3 separate regions of the Muntiacus reevesi genome follow, and all the other regions are linked to region 2. A link is a contact called in public Hi-C data. All regions are on one chromosome and are shown on one strand. Each heading gives the region's core, a stretch centred on a gene start, on an enhancer-like site or on the middle of the called end of the contact. The rest is flanking DNA. Distances are from core to core; before and after follow the strand shown.

The links. A called contact is a pair of places that touch in the nucleus more often than the background predicts.
Region 1: a Hi-C map of blood shows a contact between it and region 2, with 2.8 times the contacts expected there. The contact joins the promoter of EXOC8 here to the promoter of TSNAX in region 2. A contact is called at or near these places in 2 of 3 Hi-C or Micro-C datasets (blood and muscle).
Region 3: a Hi-C map of blood shows a contact between it and region 2, with 2.2 times the contacts expected there. The contact joins the promoter of EGLN1 here to the promoter of TSNAX in region 2. A contact is called at or near these places in 2 of 3 Hi-C or Micro-C datasets (blood and muscle).

The regions. Positions count from the first base shown.
Region 1 is chr2:89,724,850-89,729,875 of mMunRee1.1, forward strand. EXOC8 (exocyst complex component 8) reads left to right here and starts at 1,483. Exons shown (of 1, transcript XM_065922311.1): 1 at 1,483-5,026. The coding sequence starts at 1,624. The coding sequence ends at 3,801. It overlaps SPRTN (SprT-like N-terminal domain), which reads right to left and starts at 1,379. Exons shown (of 5, transcript XM_065922312.1): 1 at 794-1,379. The coding sequence starts at 1,014.
Region 2 is chr2:89,510,825-89,515,811 of mMunRee1.1, forward strand. TSNAX (translin associated factor X) reads right to left here and starts at 1,511. Exons shown (of 6, transcript XM_065922310.1): 1 at 1,356-1,511; 2 at 813-917. The coding sequence starts at 1,371.
Region 3 is chr2:89,645,952-89,650,431 of mMunRee1.1, forward strand. It overlaps EGLN1 (egl-9 family hypoxia inducible factor 1), which reads left to right and starts at 1,762. Exons shown (of 5, transcript XM_065922313.1): 1 at 1,762-3,050. The coding sequence starts at 2,142.

The sequences.
Region 1 (5,026 bases), core at 233-2,732, 210 kb after region 2:
ACAACTTCTTAGACTTACTTGTTAACTCCGTTCATATACCGGGGTACATTATCTCAAATCAGAATTTCTCAAACCTGGAGTGTCAGAAAGGGATCCTTTTAGAGGCATCCCTTTAGATCCCCTGGATCCAGAAATATGGGAACATGAGCACCTTCCCCACTCTGGGGCTCCGGAGCTCACAGCTAAGTACACCACACAATGTGTCCCTGGCACTCTCTCTTGGGGCAGATTCTGGCTGTTTCTCCCACCTGGATCCTAAAGCACACCCCTAAGACAAATTAGAAAAGCGTTAACTTGCTTTTTAGTAACCGTTAAGGGCCTTTGGACTGTGCTGTGTACTTAGTCGCTCAGTTGTGTCCGACTCTGAGACCCCACGGACTGTATGAAGCCCGCCAGGCTCCTCTGTTCATGGGATTCTCCAGGCAAGAATACTGGAATGGGTTGCCATGCCCTCCTCCAGGGGATCTTCCCGACCCAGGAATCAAACACAGGTCTCCCAGGTCTCAGGCGGATTCTTTAACGTTTGAGCCACCAGGGAAGCCCTTTCTAGTGAAGTGAGATTCAAAGAAACACAATTTTTCTCTCAGTGCGCCCCTTACAAGTCAAGCCATCGCGGGATGGGCCACGGGGCTTTCTTGAAGTCGTTTAAGGTGAGAAGGGAAGGGGCTGGAAGGAAGATAATCCCTGTGGGGCCGCCTGCCCCAAATCCAGAGCCCGGGCTAACGCCCCGGGACCGGGAGGGGCGACAGAAGGGCCGCCGGCGGCCCCGTCCACAGCGGGGCCCGGGACTCACAGCGTCATCCGCACGCTCCACTTCACCTCGACCGCCTCCAGTTGGCCCCAGAAGAAACGGTCGTTGAACAGAACAAACAGGGCCTGTAAGTCAGGGGTGGGGTCCACCAACTCCCAGGACGCGTCGACCAGCGACAGGGGCTCCTGGACCGGTTCGCGCTCCGAGACCTGCAAGTTCCACTCCTCCTGAAGCTGTAGTGCCAAAACCAGGTCCTCATCCATGGCTGCCGAGGCCCAGAGGGGGTGACTCCACGTCCGGGGCGGGGGGGGGGGGGGGGGGCGTCTGAGGGTCCGGTCGCACGCTTAGGAGATACGGGCTTTCTGGCCAGTTCGCCGATCTCGCGAGACTCAGGGAAAACGGGCTCGACAACGATAACTTAGCTTGTCCCAAACGCCGAAGTCAAGATTCTGGGCCTTAAAAAAAAGAACTCAGCGTGACACCACCTATGGGCTCAAAACTAGGGTTGAAGGTTTCAGATACCTGGTTACAGTCTTTACGGTTCGCGAGTCACGTCAAACACCAACGACACACTCCGCCCACACGTAGCCCCTCGTAGTACCTACATCTCTCTGCCCCGCCCTCCACTTACTTCCGCAATAGCTTCTCCAGCGTAGGAGCCCTAGGCCCCTGAAGCTACTGCGCAGGCGCACGTCGGCACTCGGCTCCTTGCGCAGGCGCAGTGACTGAAGTTCAAACCCGGGCGCAGGCGTATTCGTCTCTCTTCCATCCTGCTTCCTTAGCCCTGGAGTTTGTCCCGGCTTGGGTGGGCCTCCACAGCGGCGGCACCGGCCACGGCGGTAGTGACAGGGAGTGCGTGAGTCCGGACGGAAATGGCGATGGCGATGTCAGACAGTGGGGCGAGCCGGCTGCGGCGGCAGCTCGAGTCAGGCGGCTTCGAGGCGCGGCTGTACGTGAAGCAGCTCTCGCAGCAGTCGGACGGGGACCGGGACTTGCAGGAGCACCGACAGCGCATCCAGGCGCTGGCGGAGGAGACGGCGCAGAACCTGAAGCGCAACGTCTACCAGAACTACCGGCAGTTCATAGAGACGGCCCGTGAGATCTCCTACCTGGAGAGCGAGATGTATCAGCTCAGCCACCTGCTGACGGAGCAGAAGAGCAGCCTGGAGAGCATCCCGCTTACCCTGCTGCCGGCTGCCGCTGCCGCGGGCGCCGCCGCCACCTCTGGAGGGGAGGAGGGAGGAGGTGGCGCGGGGGGCCGCGACCACCTCCGTGGCCAGACCGGCTTTTTCCCCAGCCCCGGGGGCGCCTCCCGGGACGGTTCTGGGCCAGGCGAGGAAGGAAAGCAGCGAACCCTCACCACCCTGCTTGAGAAGGTGGAAGGCTGCAGGCACCTGCTGGAGACGCCAGGACAGTACCTAGTGTACAATGGTGACCTGGTGGAATACGAGGCGGACCACATGGCCCAGCTGCAGCGGGTGCACGGCTTTCTCATGAACGACTGTTTGCTGGTGGCCACCTGGCTGCCACAGCGGCGGGGGATGTATCGCTACAACGCCCTCTATCCCCTGGATGGTTTGGCTGTGGTCAATGTCAAGGACAACCCACCCATGAAGGACATGTTCAAGCTGTTAATGTTTCCCGAGAGCCGTATTTTTCAGGCAGAAAATGCAAAAATCAAACGGGAGTGGCTGGAAGTGCTGGAGGAAACCAAGAGGGCCCTCAGTGAAAAAAGACGCAGGGAACAGGAGGAGGCAGCGGCCCCTCGCGGGCCACCCCAAGTGACCCCCAAGGCCAGTAACCCGTTTGAGGACGAAGACGACGACGAACCAACTGTTCCCGAGATAGAAGAAGAGAAGGTGGACCTCTCAATGGAATGGATCCAAGAATTGCCTGAAGACCTGGATGTCTGTATTGCCCAGAGGGACTTTGAAGGTGCCGTTGACCTGCTGGATAAATTGAACCATTACCTAGAAGACAAGCCCAGCCCACCTCCTGTCAAAGAACTGAGGGCGAGAGTGGATGAGCGTGTCCGCCAGCTCACCGAGGTGCTAGTTTTTGAACTCTCCCCGGATCGGTCCCTGAGAGGTGGTCCCAAGGCGACCCGCAGGGCAGTTTCTCAACTAATCCGACTTGGCCAGTGCACGAAGGCTTGTGAGCTGTTTCTGAGAAACAGGGCGGCTGCTGTGCACACCGCAATACGCCAGCTCCGCATTGAAGGGGCCACCTTACTCTACATTCATAAGCTATGCCACGTTTTCTTTACCAGCCTTCTGGAGACCGCCAGGGAATTTGAGACCGACTTTGCAGGCACCGACAGTGGCTGCTACTCTGCCTTTGTGGTCTGGGCGAGGTCAGCCATGGGCATGTTCGTGGATGCTTTCAGCAAGCAGGTGTTCGATAGTAAGGAGAGCCTCTCCACAGCGGCTGAGTGCGTCAAAGTGGCGAAGGAGCACTGTCAGCAACTGGGCGACATCGGACTCGACCTCACCTTCATCATCCACGCCCTTCTGGTGAAAGACATCCAAGGAGCCTTGCATAGTTATAAAGAAATCATCATCGAAGCCACTAAGCATCGCAACTCCGAGGAGATGTGGAGGAGGATGAACTTGATGACTCCAGAGGCCCTGGGGAAACTCAAAGAGGAAATGAAGAGCTGTGGGGTGAGTAATTTTGAACAATACACGGGGGATGACTGCTGGGTGAACCTGAGTTACACGGTGGTCGCGTTCACCAAGCAGACCATGGGCTTCTTAGAAGAGGCACTGAAGCTGTATTTCCCAGAGCTGCACATGGTGCTTTTGGAGAGCCTGGTGGAGATCATTCTGGTTGCTGTCCAGCATGTGGATTACAGCCTTCGGTGTGAGCAAGATCCAGAGAAGAAAGCTTTTATCAGACAGAACGCATCCTTTCTGTATGAAACAGTCCTCCCCGTGGTGGAAAAAAGGTTTGAGGAGGGTGTGGGGAAACCTGCCAAGCAACTCCAGGACCTGAGAAATGCCTCCAGACTGATTCGCGTGAATCCCGAAAGTACAACGTCAGTGGTCTGACACCTGGACCTGTTTATGTGTAGCCCTACAGATTGCTTATATATTATTTATATTTATATTAAGTTGTATTAGCATATTCTTTATACTCTCAAACACATCTTAAAAGATGCTCTCTCAGATAGAAATGCAAAATCAAAGGAAAAAAATGTTAAGCCCATATAACAAAAACATTGGAATTATTAAAATAACTAATATGCCTTCCTTTTAAGGTATGCTAACTCTCTAGTGAATATATTGTCACAGTATAGCGTTTCAGCTTATCCTTTGACTCAACACACTTTCTCACAGTATAGATTATGCGGTGCAGATAGAACAGTGTCTGTAAATACACAGAGTATGTAGTGAAAGTCTCCCAGTTCACTGAAATATTAGGTTTCTGAAAGGATACAGTGCCATATAAAACACCCTGCTTCATATTCTTGTGGACCGTAAAATGTGTTTGAACAGTTTAGGGGAAAGGGAAGGAGTTGAGAAAATTGGCTTTAGGGTAAACTTTGGTCAACAGAATTCCTTCATGAAAGTAGCTAGTGTGCGGAGTCTAATACTCCAGTCCTTATAGTTCACAAGAGGAAGCTTTTGTAAACACAGTTTAGCAAGCATTTACAACCTGATTTAAATGGTTCATTTGTTGTAGCTGCTAATTAGCAGCTTGATAACACTTGATTTGGGTGCATTTACTTGAAAATCTGAAGAACTGTGATAAAATTTTTCTTTGTACATATCTCTGAGTTGTCTAAAGTTCCAGCTGGAGCTTTTCCTTGTCATGTTAAGAATAATAAAGGTAACAAGACACATTGTTAATAATAAAGATAACCCACTTTTAGTGTGGGTTACATAAAGTGAATCAGACTTCATGCAAATGAGAGCAAAGTTTTCACTGAAATACTTACTTGGATTTCAGGGTCTGGGTGGTTAGGAAATTAGGGAAAATCATATGCAGACGCCATAGCATTCTCAAGTGTGACTGCTTTGAGCAGAGATTTGTTTTTTCTGGCTAAGAGGAAAACAGAAAAGTGCCCATTAAACTATTGTATCTATTGCATATTGATTATATGGCCTTCCTCATACCTGGAGAGAAACTGCTAAGACCCATTTTTCCCCAGCTTCTAGTTATCATTCTTGTCCATAAGTGTCATTTCTGATGTCAATGACTTCGAAAGGTCATTTCTTTTATCTGAATGAAAATAGTGGTATTAAGACTGTGGAAATTATGTAAAACCTGAGA
Region 2 (4,987 bases), core at 261-2,760:
AGTGGTTAGCTCTCTGCGATTTTACTGCAAAGGAGCATGGATTCAATCCCAGGTAGGGGAACTAAGATCTTGCCTGCCACAGTGTGTCCAAAAAAAATAGCATGCTGGACAGAAGACAAGAGTTACATGAATTTTGTTTTATATTTTGTTTTGCAATGAGGAACAATTTTCCCAAGTTAATACACTGAGAAAAGAGAATTGGGGAATAAATATTCACGTATAATTTACATGCAGTTGAGCGCCCACTCTCTGCAAAGAGGTATAGTGAAAACAAAAATACAGCATTTCCCTCCTGATTCAGTAGTTGAGACTTCACCACCCAATGAAGAGGGTGTGAGGTTGATGCCTGGTCGGGAGTCCCACATGCCTCACGGCCAAAAAATCAAAACATAAAATAGAAGTAGTTATTATAACAAATCCAATAAAAACTTTAAAAATGTTCCACATCAAAAAAATCTTTAAAAAAACAAAAAGTCTCCAAAAGCCTAGTGGAGAAAACAAAACCAATACACGTTAAAAATTAAATAACCAAATATCCGTATGTATACTGCTGAGATGTATGTTTGTGTATCAGGCGTACAGGAATTTTCAGTCATGTGGCAGGTCTGATGTTAATTAATGTTTACCTGTGAAACTTAAAAGGGAAAAAAAAGTCAAGACTTCTGTAATCTCAATTTTCATAGCAGACCGAGCACCACTGCAAAACCTCCAGGAAAAGTCTCAAGAGACTGAAGCATAACATAGATACGTGATCCTTTTTACAACCTCTTTAGTTCTCTTCCCTTCACCCGTTTACATGATAGAGAACTTACATTTGAAGGCCAACATCACAGGTGAAGATGAATTAACATCCTTCCCTTCTCTTCTCTGGTTATGTGGGAAATTGTCATGCTTCCTTTTCCTGAACCCTCCTGATCCTTACATAGAGAAGGAAAAAAAGGTTGGACAGGGCTCTCCCATCGCCAGGACTTGACAACACCTATTAGAGGTAAACCCCTTTCTTCCTTAAAACCAGACCTCCCCTGGGCCGTCATCGCAGAGACTTTCTCAGCAAACGAACAGAAATGCAGCCCTACCTTCCCCGACCACCTCCCAAACGTTAAGCTCATCCAAACCTCCCACAATGGGTTCCCTGATCTGGAACAACACGGGGCAATTACCGAACTAAGATAAAAATGGCTCGAGGATTAAGGAAAAGAGGTAAGTAGGACCAATGTGGCCGGGGAAATCACCAGGGCCGCCGCCCCCCGAGTCTGCGAGGGGAGAAAGCATCTTTCAACGGTGGGAAGTGGAAAATGCGACCAAAAGTCTGGATTAAATAAATAAATCACGCCCAAAGCTATTGAGGATGCCACCTTCTTTGCTGCTCATGTCTTCACGGCCTACGGCGAGAAGAGAGAAGACTAAGCGCCTCGGGGCGAGCAGGGTAACGCGCGGCGGCGGCCGAAAGCCCTCAGCAGCGCCCGGTACAGCCGGCCGACGTCAACGCACTAGCCGGAAGCGCGCGCCAGCAACCACTCAGGCTTCCCTCTTCGCCCGCGCACACTTCCGGCCGCGTCCCCGCCCCGCCTCCGCTGCCTCTGCCCTGCGCTTGGCCCGAGGACCTCGCGCCCGGGCGCTGTTGTCGCAGCTGCCCTCTGCTGCGCCTGAAGACAGAAGCGACTTTACACACTTTTCCGTATTAGCTGTTCAGAAAAAAAGACGACTGCATCCCTCTGAGAGTGAGAGCAGTGTGAAGGCTGGAAAGCGACGAAAGATGTATGATTTTTTTTTTTTTTCTTTTTCTCAAGGCGCCTTTGGAACACCCTCGCGTGCGCCCCCGCATGGGCCCCTGGCCCCCGCGCGGTGCATAGTGGGGATTGTAGTTCGCCGCTAGAGGCGGCTCTGCGGCGCCGGGGAACCTGCGGGTGAGAAAGGGAGCATCCCCGCGTCTCCTCTGCGACGGTTTTCTTGTGATCGAGGCTGAACCTTACCGAGATAGGAGTCTTTTCCGTTCCTGGCAGTGACGCCAGCAGCTAAAGCGATGAAAATATGCATATCAATCAGTGCAAGACGTTGCTGGTTCTTTCTCCCCTGTGTGTCCTCCTCCCGCCCCTCCCTCTCCCCCTCTCCCTCCCTCTTCCTGTGCCCGCCGTTGTGCTCCTCTCCGGAATGCCTGCTTTCGCGGTGGTCTCCGTCGCTGAGTGACTGTGTAACCTTAAGGAAGTAATTCATCTCTAGCTCAATTTCTTCATCTGTAAAATAGGGGTAAATTTGGACCCGTCTCGTAGGATTATTTGACCATTAAATGAGTTACCACTAAGAAGCGCAGAAGAGTCTTTCAGATAGTAAAGTCTCAGTTAAAGATTAGCTTTGATACCCTTCTTCCCACCGTCACTTTCCAAAAGGAACATGCGCTCCAGCATCCTTAGGGTAGAGCTCAGGCTGAGGCTTGGTTAGTTGGACGGCCTGGGGCGGGTTGGGAAAACACAAGTACTATATTAGTACGTTTTCCCTAAATAACCTCTTTATTGTGGGCACTCTATATACACAGTCTTTCCTCCTTGTTTACTTAGTAACAAAGGAGCAGTGATTGAAATGAAATAACTTGGCAGTGATTTCTAGCGCCTGACAGACCTGTGTCATAGGAAGGTTTTCTGTTCTAGCTAATCTCTAGGGTCTCTTCAGCTCTGGAGCAAGAAGCTTGGGAAACACCACCCATTACGTCTCTGCAGCTTTGAATACATGTATCAATTAGCCAGATTCCTTGTGGATAAAGTAGGCTCCTGAAGACCTCGACTGAACTGCTTTGCTGATGTACTGAGCTGCTTTGCTGATGATGTTGGTCGTAAAATTCCGAGTTTGTGTGAAGTCTGATCCTACTGACCCTTATCCAGTGGTCTTCTACTCTTTGATTAGAGATGGCTTGACCATGACAAAAAAAAAAGAGAGAGACAACTTTCATATAATTGTAATCATTTTAACGGGACTCCTACATCCAAGGAAGCTACTTATTTAGAGTTAGTGCTTACTTGAACTATATAGTGGGAAAAGGGTATTTTTCCCCACTCCGCTGGTATAGCAGCTCATAAGACCTCAGCTTTCCAAAACCTGGATCCATCATATCCTTTTCTTTCTCCAGTCACCACTCCTGTTCATCTGTTCAACTCAGCAGTGTTTCTTGAACTGCTTTTCACTGGTCTCTCATAAGTATAAGGATTAGAACACTAAGTTTCATAACCTATAATGATGCCTCAAAGTGTAATACTTAATGGAGATGAATCCCAGGAATATTTTCCCAGTACTCATTTGCATATGTCTTTACCCCAGGTGTCCCAGCTGTAACTACTCTTTTGTCAGGAAATGCCTCTTAACCTGTGTGGCACCTGCAGAAGGCATCTCCACCCTGTCTCCTTGTTTTATTGCTGCAAATGCATATGCACAGTTTTGGTACTTAGTGGAACATATTTCCTTTTGTTTCTAAGGGAAAGCTACCACCCTAAGTTGGGGAAAGGAAGGTAAAAGATTTTCAGTAAGATTCCACTTCTGGAATGGTGTTCTTTCCTCCTCATATTGCATTCTATCTACCCACATTTGACTGTATAAAGTCCTACACCTTTTAAATGCACCTGTTTTTATTCAGTCCATAAATCCTCAACATTTGTCACCTTTACAGGAAAAAATACCACATGCAAAAATTGGTTTCGGTTACTTAGGAAAGCACAGCCAAGTAACAGATGAAATGCAGGCCATCACAAGAGTTTGTGCTGCAGCATTTATTTTATTATGTACTTATTACATAAACTGGGGGGCAGGGTGTCCAGGAACTAGGTGGGACAGGGAATTATGAGAAATTGCCAGAAACTTGAGTGACCATTTCTAAACTGATAACCATAATATTTAAAAGATACCTGTAGGATCTAAAGTGATATTGTGAAGTGTACACATACCATTTCACAGATATATTTTTCAAGCAATGCTAGAAAGTAATAGGAAATCAATGTTCTACATCTTTATTGAAGAAGGAAGTTGGTATTGGAGGGAGTAATAGGGATGGGCAAAAACCACAATGAGATACCACTTCACATCCCACTAGGATGGCTATAATAAAAAAGTTACACAAAATAAGTATTAGTGGGGATACAGAGAAATTAGACGTCTCATATTTTGGTAGGAAGGATGTAAAAAGGTGCAATCACTATAGAAGACAGTTTGGCAATCTCAAAACTTAAACATGGAGTTGGCATATGACCCTATAATTCTATTTCTAGGTGTGTACCTTGTGCACAAATGATCATAGCAGCACTCTTCATAAGAAGCAAAAGGTGGAAACTACCCAAATTTGCATCAGTAGATGACTGGAGAAACAAAATATGGTATATCAGTACAATGGAGTTGAAGATACCAAGGGAAAATTTCATACAAGGGTGGGCACAATAAAGGACAGAAGCAGCAACGACCTAACAGAAGCAGAAGAGATTAAGAAGAAATGGCAAAAATACAGAAGAAATATGCAAAAAGGTCTTAATGACCCTGATAACTGAGATGGTGTGGTCACTCACCTACAGCCAGGCATCCTGGAGTGTGAAGTCAAGTAGGCCTTAGGAAGCATTACTATGAACAAAGCTAGTGGAGGTGATGGAATTCCAGCTGAGCTACTTCAAATCCAAAAAGATAATGCGGTTAAAGTGCTGCACTCAAGATGTCAGCAAACTTTGAAAAAGCAGCAGTGGTCACAGAACTGGAAAAGGTCAGTTTTCATTCAGTCCCGAAGAAGGACAATGCCAAAGAATGTTCAGACTACTGGACAATTGCCCTCTTTTTCACGTGCCTACCAAGATACTGCTCAAAATGTACAAGTGAGGATTCAACAGTACATGAACTGAGAACTTCCAGATGTACAAGCAGGATTTGGAAAAGGTAGAGGAACCAGAGACCAAATTACCAACATCTGTTGGATTATAGAAAAAGCAAAGGAATTCCAGAAAAACATCTACTTCTGCTGCAT
Region 3 (4,480 bases), core at 512-3,011, 140 kb after region 2:
ACACTTTATTTAATAAAGCTCTGGGAAAAGTTGGATATACATCAAGATCCAAGTCTGGATTTTTTACAGAGTTGGATTTTTAGTTTGGTTTGGAAATTGAAGCTGTGGACAAAATACTTACTTGAGTATTACAAAGGTCAAGCTAATTGGAATTACTGTCCTCTTTCACCAGATTGGATCCCCAATATACTGTTTACTTATATGGCAGAATTTAATGACAGTTTTAAGTTCTGTGTAGTTTATCAAGAGTTTTTGGATTCAGACCAGTTTTTCTAAAAATATTCTATAAAGTGAATAATTCCTTATAGTCTTCTGCTTTTAACCTCACACATTTCAGCTCTTGTGCTGTTAATTTCAAGGATTGCTTAAGTTACCAGCAGTCTATTCAAATGATACACAAGTCTAACACAGCATTTCCCACATTAGCATGTGCTCAAAAAAAGACTAAAAATCTAAATCACAGCCCTTTTTATTCTAAAAATAAATGGCAGGCAGAAAGAAACACCCTTGGCTTATTTCTGGTAAGGTTTTTATGTTCTATAAAAGAAAGAATTGTATTCATCAGCATAGCACATATTTTAATAACATATTTTTGTTTAAGAAGTCGTAAATGTAGTAACGCTTATTTGCCACCCCTCTTGCCCCCGCCCCCATCCACTTTTCAGGAGTCGTTGCAGCAGTTTTGAGCTTAAGTGCCTGAATGTGGACACTGAAGTGAGCATTGAAGTGAAGTCGCTCAGTCATGTCCGACTCTTTGCGACCCCGTGAACTGTAGTCCACCACGCTCCTCCGTCCATGGGATTTTCCAGGCAAAAGTACGGGAGTGGGTTGCCATTTCCTTCTCCAGAGGATCTTCCAGACCCAGGGATCGAACCCAGGTGTCCCGCATTGTTGGCAGACGCTTTACCATCTGAGCCACCAGGGAAGTCCTAAAAGTGAGCATTGATTACCTTAATTAACTAGGTAGCCAAACATTTTTTCACGAGGTTTTAAACTCGGCAAGATTTCACAGGGCTTAAAAATGGTGGTTTTTTTTGTTGTTGTTGTTGTTGTTGTTGTTTTAAAATCACACTTCAGTACCTTTAAATTTGGCTCAAAATGGGCACAGGGGCTTGGGTTGACACCACACAATACTTATTTTTGCTTTTAACTATTTCAGGCCTTCTTGAAATACAATACACCTTGTTTTCGTGTAATGGAAAAAGAAGCCTTGGAATCTTGCAGAATCTGATTCCTGGATTCAGTTCCAGTTCTGCGTGACCTTGGGCAAGTTTCTTTACTTCTCTGAATTTCCGTTTCCTCCGACGCAAGGCGACGATGGCAACAGCCACCTTGCAACCTAGTCTGGAGCGCGCCTGGAACACACCCAGTTGGTCCCACACAAACAGCAGCCATATTAAGGCCGCCCAGCTCCGCGGCGACTCCGCGGCCGCGCTCTGCCCAGCAGGTGTAGGCACCGTGCGGGGCGCGGGTCCCGCTGCGGCGGCGCGGCCCCCATCCTTCCGCCGCTCGCGGGCCTGCCCCTCCGCGTCCCCGGCCCGCTCGGGGCAGGGTCGGCGGGGGCGGGGGGCGCCGGAGCCGGCTCGGAGGCCCGGCTGGCCGAGTGCGGGAGCGCGGAGGCGGCCCCGGCGCCGCCCCGGCCCAGGCGCGAACGCGCGGCGGCCGCCCCCTCGGCCCTCCCCTCGGCCTGCCCCGCCCCCCGCCTCGCGCGCCGCCCGCCCGGGTCGCCGCGGGGCCGTGGTGTACGTGCAGAGCGCGCAGAGCGAGTGGCGCCCGCACGCCCTGCGCTGCTCCGCCGGCCGGGCCGGCCGCCCGGAACGCTGAGGCGGCGGCGGCCAAGGCGGCGGGTCTTGCGCGCCGGGCCCGCGTGCCCGAGCGGAGGGCGCCGTCCGCCGCGCAGGCCGCGCTCTCTCAGCCCGCGGCGGTGATGAGGCGCTGAGGCGGCGGCCGGCGCTGCGCGGCGCGACCGAAGGACGAGGACGCGGCCGGGCCGAGGGCGCGGGGCGCCGGTCTCCTGAGGCGAGGGGCGGCGGGCGCATGGCGCAGTGACGGCCCCTGCCGCTTCGCCCGCTCGCCGGCCCCAGGCTAGGCCGTCCGGCCGCCACCCCTCCTGCTCGGCCGCCGCCTCCACCGCTGCCGCCATGGCTAATGACAGCGGCGGGCCCGGCGGGCCGAGCCCGAGCGAGCGAGACCGGCAGTACTGCGAGCTGTGCGGGAAGATGGAGAACCTGCTGCGCTGTAGCCGCTGCCGCAGCTCCTTCTACTGCAGCAAGGAGCACCAGCGCCAGGACTGGAAGAAGCACAAGCTCGTGTGCCAGGTCGGCGAGAACGTTCCTGCCCCCAGCACGGGCCAAGCGCAGCAGCCGGGCCGCGCGCCGCCGCCCAGGGCCGCCGGAGTCAGGGAGGCCAGGAAGGCGGCGCCGCGCCGGGACCGAGCCGTCGAGGCCGCGGGCCCGCGGGCCTCCGGAGACGCGGCCAAGGCGAAGGCGAAGGCGAAGGCCAAGCCCACGGCCGACCCCGCGGCGGCCGCGTCCCCGCCCCGCGCGGCCCCCGGCGGCCAGGGTCGGGTAGCGGCGGCCGCCGAGGCGGAGTCCGCGAAGGAGGAGCTGCTGGCCCGCCCGTCGCTGTACCAGGAGAAGGCGAACCTGTACCCGCCGAGTAACGCGCCGGGCGAGGGGCTGAGCCACGGCGGCCTGCGGCCCAACGGGCAGACGAAGCCGATGCCGGCACTGAAGCTGGCGCTGGAGTACATCGTGCCCTGCATGAACAAGCACGGCATCTGCGTGGTGGACGACTTCCTGGGCAAGGAGACCGGCCAGCAGATCGGCGACGAGGTGCGCGCCCTGCACGATACGGGCAAGTTCACGGACGGGCAGCTGGTCAGCCAGAAGAGCGACTCGTCCAAGGACATCCGAGGCGATAAGATCACCTGGATCGAGGGCAAGGAGCCCGGCTGTGAAACCATCGGGCTGCTCATGAACAACATGGACGACCTGATCCGCCACTGTAACGGGAAGCTGGGCAACTACAAAATCAATGGCCGGACGAAAGTAAGTGTGTGCTAGGGGTGGGCGCGGGGCGAGCAGCGCGGTTGCTGTGTGTGAAAGGGATTTCCTTCTTGTGCAGCAACCCGTGGAGAAAACGGATATCATCCACCTACTCCCGGTGCACACACTTTGTCTAATTGCATGGTCTTCTGGCTAAACTTAGGCTCCCCTTGAACGCTGCTGTTTTGTGTACACTGTTTTAGTCGCTTCAGACGTCGCTGGAGTTGTAGCCGCGCGATGGGGATTATCGGAGTGCAACCCGGAGCAAGTGCTGGGTTCTACCTCGGGCTGGTGTTTGCATCGGCTCTTAAAGTCCCCATGCGCTTTGAACCACTCATCAGACTCTGGCTTACACCAGTGTTTAGTTAAGAATCTGCCAACTGACCAAGAAAAGGTACATCTAAAATAAAATAAGCATGTAGGCCAAAGACTCCTTGCATTCAGGAAGAGCTTGACTTCTCCCCTCCCCCTCTTAGAGCTCGCATCCATCTCCCTGTCCCTACTGTTTTGAAACCCATTACTAAACAGGAGAAGAAGTATTTCCGTTTTCAGACCTCTCTGTGTAGGTAGGTTACATTTTTAGCATAGGTTTCCTTTATTTGCTTTTGTTAGTATAATCCCTGTGTTGAAAAAGAACTGTTTAGCTTCCTGGAAAAAAATACGGAATTGGAGCAAAGAGGGAGGGCTCTAACATCTCAATTTGATGAAATCTCTTTGTTTTCTCTTTACAGTTGTAGATTTTCCCCTAACAGTTTCTTTCATTCCTACCGGGTCTAATCCCTCTTACCCCCTCAGTGCAGTAAATGATAAACTCTTTCCTTCTTTGTACTCTCTTTCCATTTGACTCCCCAGATCTTAGTCTGTCTTTTCTTTGTATCCAGTTCCACTCCCGGCCACTCTACTCCACTTTCTTCCACCATCCATCTCTGTCTGATATTGTGAGTTTGAGGAGATTGTTTAAAGAGGTCATCACACGTGGGTGTTTATACAGACACTGACTCTTCCCAGTAGTTCTTTTGTGTGTGTCACATCGTCTGTTTTGACAGTGGTTATGTGTGACTCAAGGCTGAGCATAGGCAATAAGGAAAGTTCTAAACATGAGAATTGGGTGAGAAAATACAATGTAAAGTCGAATTTATGAACTGCTGCTTCCTTGCTGGATGAAGGCACATGTCTTAATACAGTCTCAAAAAAAAAAGTTGAACGCTTACTTAACTTTAAGCTGGAAGGAAAAAGGGGCCTGATTAAACCTCACCTTTGGTCTTTAATGAAATTTTCATTTATATGCATGTATGTGCTTCAACTTTAGTATGAACCAAATCTGAATATAGTCATGAACTCTATAGCAGGGAAAGCTTGAAGGCATATTGATATAACAGTACGAAACTGACCAAAGTATGTATGTAGTTGGGGCACAAGCTTAAGGTGAAGTC